Linked DNA regions of Mus musculus: region 2 is linked to region 1. A link is a contact called in public promoter capture Hi-C data. All regions are on one chromosome and are shown on one strand. The core of a region is the stretch at or near the end of the contact, and the rest is flanking DNA. Distances in the headings are between cores, read along the strand shown. Region 1 holds the start of Kank3 (KN motif and ankyrin repeat domains 3). Region 2 holds the start of Ppp1r10 (protein phosphatase 1, regulatory subunit 10).

Region 1 (4,526 bases), core at 1,075-3,574:
GTTTGGGGCTGTGTGTGGGTATTTGCCCATGGATGCCAAAAGCTGTAGCTCCCCTGGAGCTGGAGTCACAGGTGTGAGTTGACTAAGACAGCTGGAATCAAATGACAAGGGTCGTACTCAACCGTAAGCACTGAGTCATCTTTCCAGCCCATTAGTTTTGTTTTCTTTGGTTTTGTTTTGAGACAAGGTCTCAGGAAGCCTAGGCTGGCCTCCAACTCCTTCCATAGTTGACAGTGAACTCAACTCCCCTCCCTCCAACCCTTGAGTGCTGAGATGATCACGTGTGCTTTACCACACCTGGCTTGTGCAGTGCTGGAGATGGAGCACAAGGCTTTCATGCACACTAAACAAATACTGTAATAAGAGAGCTACTGCCACAGCCTCAGTTTCCCTCTTTTACATATGGATCAGCTTCGTTTTGTTCTGTTTTGTGTTTGAGAAAAATTCTCCCTATGTTATCTAGACCAGGCTGGCCTTGAACTCAAAGAACTTGTTCTGCCTCTCCCTGCTGAGTGCTGCCCTGTTTGCTTTTTGTTTTATTTTATGTATTTAAGACAGGGTCTCACTATGGAGAGCTAGCTGGCCTGAAATTTGCTAATCAGGATGGCCTCTAAAAAGAGATTCCCCTGTCTCTGCTTCTGGAATGCTAGGATTTCAGGTATGTACCACTACGCCCAAATGAATGCTTTTTTTTTTTTTTTTTTTTTTTTGCCCTCAGCCCCACTGACAGAAGCTAGGTGAGTTTTAAGCTACACCACTAACCCCTTTTTAATTTTTTTTTTTTACATTTTATTTATTTTATGTAGGAGGTGGAAGGGTGGGTGGGTGCAAGGATGCCATGGGGTGAGAGTGGAGGGCAGAGGGCAGCTCTATAGAGTCAGTTCTCTCCTTACACGAGTAAATCCCAGGGATGCAACAAGGATGTCATTCCCTGATCAAGTACCTTTACTGGCCAATCCATCTCACTGACCCCTTTACTCAATTGTTTAAACAGGCGTTGAACTCACTCTGCAGCTCTCAGGCAGGCCTTCAACTTTCTTTTCTTTTTTTTTTTTTTTTCTTCGAGACAGCGTTTCTCTTTATAGCCCTGGCTGTCCTGGAACTCACTTTGTAGACCAGGCTGCCCTCGAACTCAGAAATCTGCCTGCCTCTGCCTGTGCTGGGATTAAAGGCATGCGCCACCACGCCCGGCGCCTTCAACTTTTAATCATCCTACCTGGACCTCTCAGGTAACTAGGATAATAGGCGCTTTTGGAAAGATTCCCTTTTGCTCCCCTAGAAACTGCAGGGAACCCAGGCCACATATCACCCTCCCAGCTCACAGCTGTCAGTTCCAGCCTTGGGAGTAAGGAGTGTGGTGGGGCAAGCCAACATTAGACTGCTACACAAGCCAATGCCTCCCGGAGTAGGGCGTGTAGCTGCCCTCATATCTCCCACACTGCCTGGCTATCAAAGTTAAATCCGGATCCCCTGCCTGAGACCCCCTCATTAGGCTGTCAGAGCTGAAGCCACACGCCCCCACACCCAGCCCTGGGACTATTTCGGGACACAGAGCTGCGATCAGTCTAGAGAGCTGTGATCAGGAGAGCTGTCATCAGGAAACCTGAAGGACAGGACACAGAGCATGCATACCCGAGGTCCTGAAGAAGTTATGTCTTACTGATAAGGCTCTAGGTGGGAGCCCTTCATGTTGGGATAGGATTCTCAAACGCAGGATGGGGGAAAGAGCTAGATGATGGCAGGACAAGGGGTCCTTGAATCATCACACACACACACACACACACACACCTCCCCAAACATACAGAACCAAGTCCGCTTAGAAAAGACAGGGCAGTTTCCTACAGGAAAAACCGCTGGGCGGTTCCATCCGCTGCTATTGTCAGTAGGTCCGGGGAGTGGGGGACATCCGTTCCTCCCTCCAACACCGTTTCCGTACCATCCGCCCACTCCACCCCACTGCAAGAAACCCATTCCCAGGTCTTCAAGCCAACTCTGGGGAAGGGTCCCCTAAGGCATCTAGGAGACTAAAATGCGCACAAGTTCCTCTGGTTAGGTCCTGGATGGCCATGTGGTGGCGATCTGCCTAATAATCTAGGGTCCCCCCTCTCCGGTCGGCTTTAAACCACCTGAGGCTCCCAATGTCCAAATGGTCACCATTACAGGACACGGCGCCCACCCCGTTGCAACGCACAGAACCCATAGAAGGGGGCTAAAAGCATCACACCCCTCCCGGACACTTGGGTCCACTGTTCCCCTCCAGGACTCGCGTGGTTGACTTTACCTGAATGAGAAGCCCCGGCAGCGCCCGCACCGCACCCGAGCCCGCCCCCTCGAAGCTCCGCACGGGTTATCAAGGCTTTCACCCCTAACTGACGGCTTTTTCAGCCAACCAGAGCACGAATCTAACCGAACTATCCAATTGTAAGACAGAGTGAGCCATCTGGGCGGGGGCAGGGTGGGGACCCGCCTGAGGGCGGGCCTACAGTAGAATCTGAGAAGATCAGAGCAGGGCAGTGGGATGCTGCTCAGCCAGCTACCTCTAAATCCTGCCTGGTTCAGGAGTAAGAAAAGAGGTTTCATTCACAGGACAGTAGGGAGCTACAGGAAAAATCTAAGCAAACTATTCTAATGGGATTTATATAACGAGTTTAATTCCTACTGTCTTGTTGAAGTCGTAAGAGCCTGGATCTTGTCCACCGCAGGAACTTTGCATATATTGTGCCACTTTAAGAAATATTATCTGGGGGCTGGTGAGATGGCTCAGTGGGTAAGAGCACCCGACTGCTCTTCCGAAGGTCCGGAGTTCAAATCCCAGCAACCACATGGTGGCTCACAACCATCTGTAACAAGATCTGATGCCCTCTTCTGGAGTGTCTGAAGACAGCTACAGTGTACTTACATATAATAAATAAATAAATCTTTAAAAAAAAAAAAAAAAAAAAAGAAATATTATCTATATGTGATACTTTCCTATATTTCTAAGTGTTCAATCTATGTGCCCCTGAAATCTATGTGCCACAAGAAAACAAAACAAAAAACAAACAGAATCCTTAGCACAGCCTTTCCCTAGTCATTATCATTGCCATAGCAATGGTTTATTAACTAAATAGCAATTTTCATTAGTAGAAAGGCAAGGTTACTATCATCACCCCTACTAGACATTTTAGGATCAGGAAACTTTTTATCCACTGCCTCAGGCATACACTAGTTACTTAATAAATGTCTGCTCTACTGGAGATATCTAACTCAATGGTACAGAACTTGTCTAGCGCACCTATCACAATAGATAGGTAGGAAGACAGACAGACAGAGACAGATAGACAGATGAAAATAATGTAAATATAATAGACACATACAGGTGTACTTATAAACATACTGAGATTATAGATCAAAAAATTGTCACAGAAATAAATTAAAATTACATTTGTGAAGGTCAGTGAGATGACTTAGCATGTAAAGGTTCTTGCTGCCAAACTTGACGATCTGTGTTTCATCCCTAGGACCATGTAATGCAAAGAAAGACCCAACTCCTACAAGTTGTCTTCAGATCTCCATAGTGTGCTATATACATCAACCTATGCACATACATACCATATATCAATAAAACTTTTTAGCTGGGCAGTGGTGGTGCACACCTTTAATCCCAGCACTTGGGAGGCAGAGACAGGCAGATTTCTGAGTTTGAGACCAGCCTGGACCACAGAGTGAGTTCCAGGACAGCCAGTGCTATACAGAGAAACCCTGTCTAGAAGAAAGAAAAAAAAAAAGTTTTAAAAGTACATTTAACAACAACAACAACAGAAAAAGCAGAGGCAGGTGGATTTCTGAGTTCCAGGACAGCCTGAGCTATACAGAGAAACTCTGTCTAGAAGAAAGAAAAAAAAAAAAGTTTTAAAAGTACATTTAACAACAACAACAAAAAAAGCAGAGGCAGGTGGATTTCTGAGTTCGAGGCCAGCCTGGTCTACAGAGTGAGTTCCAGGACAACCAGGGCTACACAGAGAAACCCTGTCTCGAAAAAAAAAAAAAAAAAAAAGTACATTTAAACATTTAACTTTAACCCATTTGGAGTTATGATCTGATCAAAAGCTACTACAATTTGCTTGTTTGTTTTTTCCTCCTAACATAACTAGCTGATTTTGTGTCAGGCAAGGGAATCACTGAGATCTCTGCGCCTTGTTCAAGCCAAGGTTCTGTGAAGGAGTAATGAGTACTCTGAAAAAGAGATGCAAGACCCTCATCTGTACTGAATGGAGAATTTAGGGTTTAGGGGAAACGTTGTGGAAGGCAGCTTTCAAGGTGACACTTAAAAGGAGGATACTCCAGGCAAAGATAAGAAGTATAAAACTCCCTCACTGGGACCTTGAACTAGATATGTCAGCAAGAAATAAGTTGGCGGGATACCAGGGAGGTTTGTTTGTTCCCAGTTTTGGGCAAGGGGTTGGGTTTTTAGTTTGTTTTAGTTTTTGTGGGAACTAAAAGGGGTAGGTGAAGCGGGGAAGGGAGGATAGCCCACGTCCGGCCAG
Region 2 (4,526 bases), core at 542-3,041, 2.1 Mb before region 1:
AACACTGTAAGGCACTAAGTTAAAAAAACAAAAACAAAAAACAAACAGAAGCCATCCCTCTGACCACCACCCTCAACTTGACCTATCTTAAATCAGTTTAAGAGCCTATTACTGAAAATAAAATCAATTAATATACAATTTTCTGCGGGATAAGAATCTGAATTTGCAACTAAAATTCAACTTACTACCGCCGACCATCCCAATCCTCCCTACAAAAGCCAAGTGGTAGGACTTGGACCCCTCAACAAATAGGACCGAGGGGGGAGGACAGGAGAAAAATGGGTCAAGACACAACCTGCAACGCCGCTTGCAAGACAAAAGGACAAGCAAGGAAAAGTCGCCATATTTGAAGCAGGGAGGAAAAAAAAAATCTTTTAACGACACAATCTTCTAGAAAGATAGCATTCAAATGCACTAATGGCTTTTAAAATTATACTCCTGAGTTCCACATTTCCCAACCTTTCCACCCTCTTAGCTGTATCCACCACCCACTAAAAAAGTATCAAGTTAAAATGTTAATCACTTTTGCCTTTAAATAACCTATGCAAGCTGAAACAATCACAAGACATTCTTTACCTCCCCAAATGTTATTGTATGTACTTGTTACTATGATTTTTGCCCTAAATTTAAGTGTCTTGCAATCTTTATTCCTAGATTGCCACCTATTTTAACCACACAATATATCCCAAGCAAATTACATTAAAATAGAGAGGATTTAACAGTCACTTTAAAGACATAGCCAGCTAATATTTCTCTGCCCATCTCCTTACCCTGCAATCTTTATGTACAGATTGCTTATTAATCTGGCAAATTGAAAGGCGTTCTGCTTGTCTCACACACAAAGAAGTGGGACTTCTGGGCCACAAGATCCACCATCTTTTGTATGTGAGCTCATTAACCCTTTTGAAGACTGCTAACCAGAGGAAGGTAACCATTCCTCCTTATTATCGCAAAGGCTTATGCTCTGGCAGTCTGGAAATCTGCTGGATTATCAAGGGTTAACCGTCAAAATCCTCACTGGCTGGCCCTCCCTTCACCCTCTCCCTTGCCTGCTCCACAGCAGGGAAGAGGCAGGTGGTAGGGGAGAGAGAACAAAGACTGTTTAGACCCACAGGACCTTTAATGGAGATTTAAGAGACCCGATTGGTCCTTCTCTCCAGTACTCTACATTTGTTCTATGGTCTCATTTCTTCCTCTCATTATTTTTGGTTTCACAACGGGAAACGTTGATTTCTTGTTCAAGGCTGGTTTTTGAAAATTCGACACTTACTATCCAATTTTTTTGCGACGTCAGCACCTCGGGCTCAGGGGGGAGGGGTAAAATTTTGGAGGAAAAAAAATAAAGCAACCAACCAGGACCCAAACTCAGTTACTTGTGGGGCCTCATTGGATCAAAAAGTCTCTTTTAAAAAAAGTAAAGACCAACTCAGTTTTCATTTCCCCCCCGCCCAACTCCATTTAGGGAGAGGGGGTCGTTGAAAAAAAAAGTCTGAGTGGATTCCAAAACGGAAATGCTGGATGAGTGAGATTGGGTAGGTTTGGGCAGGGAAGGTGGTTGATTATTTTTGAAGTTATGTGGTGACGGTCCTTCGGCCACAGATCTCAAGTCCCAAGCAGCGTGGGCTGGTGGGGTGGGCAAGATAGGTGGGGAGGGGCAGAAGACACGAGTGGTTGGGCTGGTGGCTGATTTCCCTTTCCCCCCTCTCAGGATCCTTTCAAGGGTTTAGATGTTGCTGAGGCTTGTTTGTTTTCCTGATGGCCGGCCTGTCTTTCTCCGAGAAAATTCAACCTGGGGTAAAAGGAACACAAAAGGAGGAAGGTGTAATCAGTACGGGTCGCCTTTAAACGTTTCAAAGTTGTCGCAGGACGCAGCCGCATTAGGGAAAAACGTGGCTGCCCATTAAATCCGAAACCACCCCGTTCCCCCGGCCCGCTCTCGGCAAAACGTTACCCTCCAAAGCGACGGAGCACCCAAACTTACCTCTAAACGAACCCCAGAATGGCGGCCGCCCGCTCGGGCGGAGTCTTTTATACCCGGCCACCGCCCAACGCACCCTAACGTGATGGAGAACCGCCCTCGCCGGGACACATTGTGCGCGAGGCGAACTCTGATTGGCCAGCGTGCGAGCCGGGTCGCCCGCGGATTGGACGTCCCTCCTCCACCTTCCCGAAGCCCCCTTCCCTCGGTTCCCCTCTTCCGTCTCCTTGCTATCACCTCTACGCCAGCGCGTGATCGCCGCGTCCGGCACCTCCCTTTCCTCTGCCTCCACCACTTCCGCTCCGGCGACCCGGGGTCGCCCTCGGTTGGCCGAAACGGCCCGACGCATGCGCACTGGGAGCACCCTGGTTAAAATCGCAATCAAATCTGCTTTCATGTTAGACACTAACCATGGAATCTAGGATTCATCGTGACTGGTCCGGGAGAAATGCAATTTTGAAGGCTGGTTCGATTGTGACGCAGTTTAAATTCGCGTCTGTGGACCCCGCCCCTTGACGCTTCCGCCCTTAGACATGTGAGCAGCCGCCTTCCGCATTGCGGGGCGTGTCCTTGGCCCACCCTAGTGCGTGTCCCGAGCATGCGCAGTCGCTCTTCCGGCAGGCCGTACGTCCGGTGTGCGTCAAGATGGCTGCCCCCTTGCGGCACACGCTTCTAAAGCTGGTTCCTACACTCTTACGAAGTTCCTATGTAGCTCAGGTAAAACGTTGGAGGGGTTTTCTCTACCTCCCCGTGGTGTCTATACTTTCGATCTTCCTTCCATTAGGAGGAGTCAAGGGGCATGGGTTTTCCCACATGTCTACGTGTCAGCCCTGCACCAGCCTCCGTCCCCTACGGCGCGCGATTTCTAACTACCGAGCGTTCGGGTCAGAGCCAGGGTTACGGGTTATCATCGTCGTCTCCCGACTACCATTAGGCAAAAGAACTAAATGGTGGGGTTGCCCCTGTGGAAATGGGCAGTTTGTAACCAGGTCGTTGGTGCCTGAAGTGGCACCCAGGACGTGTTTGGTTTTTTTTTGTTGTTGTTGTTTTTTTTTTAGCAAAGGACCCTATTTTAAGGATTTTCCCCGGTGTTCGGGAGACAGCCCAGGTTGGTCTCATAGGTACTTTCTGAGCTTTCTACCTCTCCCTCCCAGATTATGGAATTAAAAGCAAGTACACTAGTCCTACTCCACCTCGTCACACGTCATTTCCCCATCAGAGCATGCTTGAGATCATTCTGCTCTCTGGATTGAGATTGCCCTTTAGCCTCAGGTACTCACCACCCTGGAGGTTCTCCGCAGGGCAGGGAGGAATAGGAAGGCTTGTCTCGACGCCACTCCCTAAAATGGGACTACAGAGTAGTGACAGAGGTTACCACCGAAGTAATAACAGGCTTGGTGGCTTTAAAGCTAGCGTTAGGACGCAAATTTGTTTTGCTCTGTGGAATGTTGACCTGCAGCATTTTAAGAAACTGATCAGCGCAGCGACTTTGGGGTTTTCTCATCTGTATGAATCATGCCCAGCTCTCCATTATTAATCTTTGTGTTTTCTTTTTATTTATTTATTTTTGGTATTTTGAGACGGGGTTTCTCTGTATAGCCCTGACTGTCCTGGAACTCACTTTGTAGACCAGGCTGGCCTTGAATTCAGAAATCCTCCTGCCTCTGCCTCTCTGCGGAGTGCTGGGACTAAAGGTGTGCGCCACCACGCCCAGCTTTCTTTTCTTTTTTTTTTTTTTTATTAAGAGATTTATTTATTATTATACATAAGTACACCGTAGTTGTCTTCAGACACACCAGAAGGGGTTGTCAGAGCTCATGGGTGGTTGTGAGCCACCTTGTGGTTGCTGGGATTGCTCTTACCCGCTGAGCCATCTTGACAGCCATTATCAATCTTATTTCCAAAAGTTTGGCATTTTTTTCACACCATAACCAACCAGTGCTCATCAAACGCAGATATTTGTATGCCAAGGTTTTTAAATTGTCACATCCCACTAACATCTTTTACCTTGTTGGCTTATCCTGCAGGGTCAGCTTGGGGCCCTAGGTAGAGTGGTTGTCAGTTTAGCATCAACAGAAATGCTACTTTCATAGCAGAAATGCTATTTTCTTGATGAGTTATACTGACATTTTGTGCACACGTTCCAAACTCTGTCCCCAGTGTATGATAAACCAAATAGTTGCAGCCTCTTACTCCCTTTTTAGGTTCCCCTCCAGACTCTTTGCACCAGAGGCCCTCCTGAAGAAGATGCTCCATCCTCGCTTCCCGTTTCCCCATATGAGAGCGAGCCTTGGAAGTACCTGGATTCAGAAGGTGCCTGAGGCTAGGGGAAAGGAGGGGAAGATGCAGCCCGAAGTGTCTAGAGAAGACCCCTTCCACTCTCGCATGCATAAGTAAACTCATCTGGTCTTGATTTCAGAATACCACAACCGCTATGGCTCTCGCCCTGTTTGGGCTGACTACCGCCGCAACCACAAAGGTGGTGTGCCACCACAGCGGACCCGAAAGACATGTATTGTGAGTTTCTAAGGTTCTCATCTTAATAGAG

Evidence for each region. Promoter capture Hi-C pulls out the DNA fragments that hold promoters and counts their contacts.
Region 2: a promoter capture Hi-C map of embryonic stem cells shows a contact between it and region 1, with 3 times the contacts expected there. The contact joins the promoter of Ppp1r10 here to the promoter of Kank3 in region 1. A contact is called at or near these places in 1 of 39 promoter capture datasets (embryonic stem cells) and 2 of 9 other capture datasets (adipose tissue and liver).

Annotation. Positions count from the first base shown.
Region 1 is chr17:33,808,321-33,812,846 of GRCm38.p6, reverse strand. Kank3 (KN motif and ankyrin repeat domains 3) reads right to left here and starts at 2,324. Exons shown (of 11, transcript NM_030697.3): 1 at 2,282-2,324.
Region 2 is chr17:35,914,461-35,918,986 of GRCm38.p6, reverse strand. Ppp1r10 (protein phosphatase 1, regulatory subunit 10) reads right to left here and starts at 1,791. Exons shown (of 19, transcript NM_001163818.1): 1 at 1,271-1,791. Mrps18b (mitochondrial ribosomal protein S18B) reads left to right here and starts at 2,547. Exons shown (of 7, transcript NM_025878.2): 1 at 2,547-2,695; 2 at 4,183-4,291; 3 at 4,398-4,495. The coding sequence starts at 2,624. It overlaps Mir1894 (microRNA 1894), which reads right to left and starts at 1,098; the gene lies at 1,018-1,098.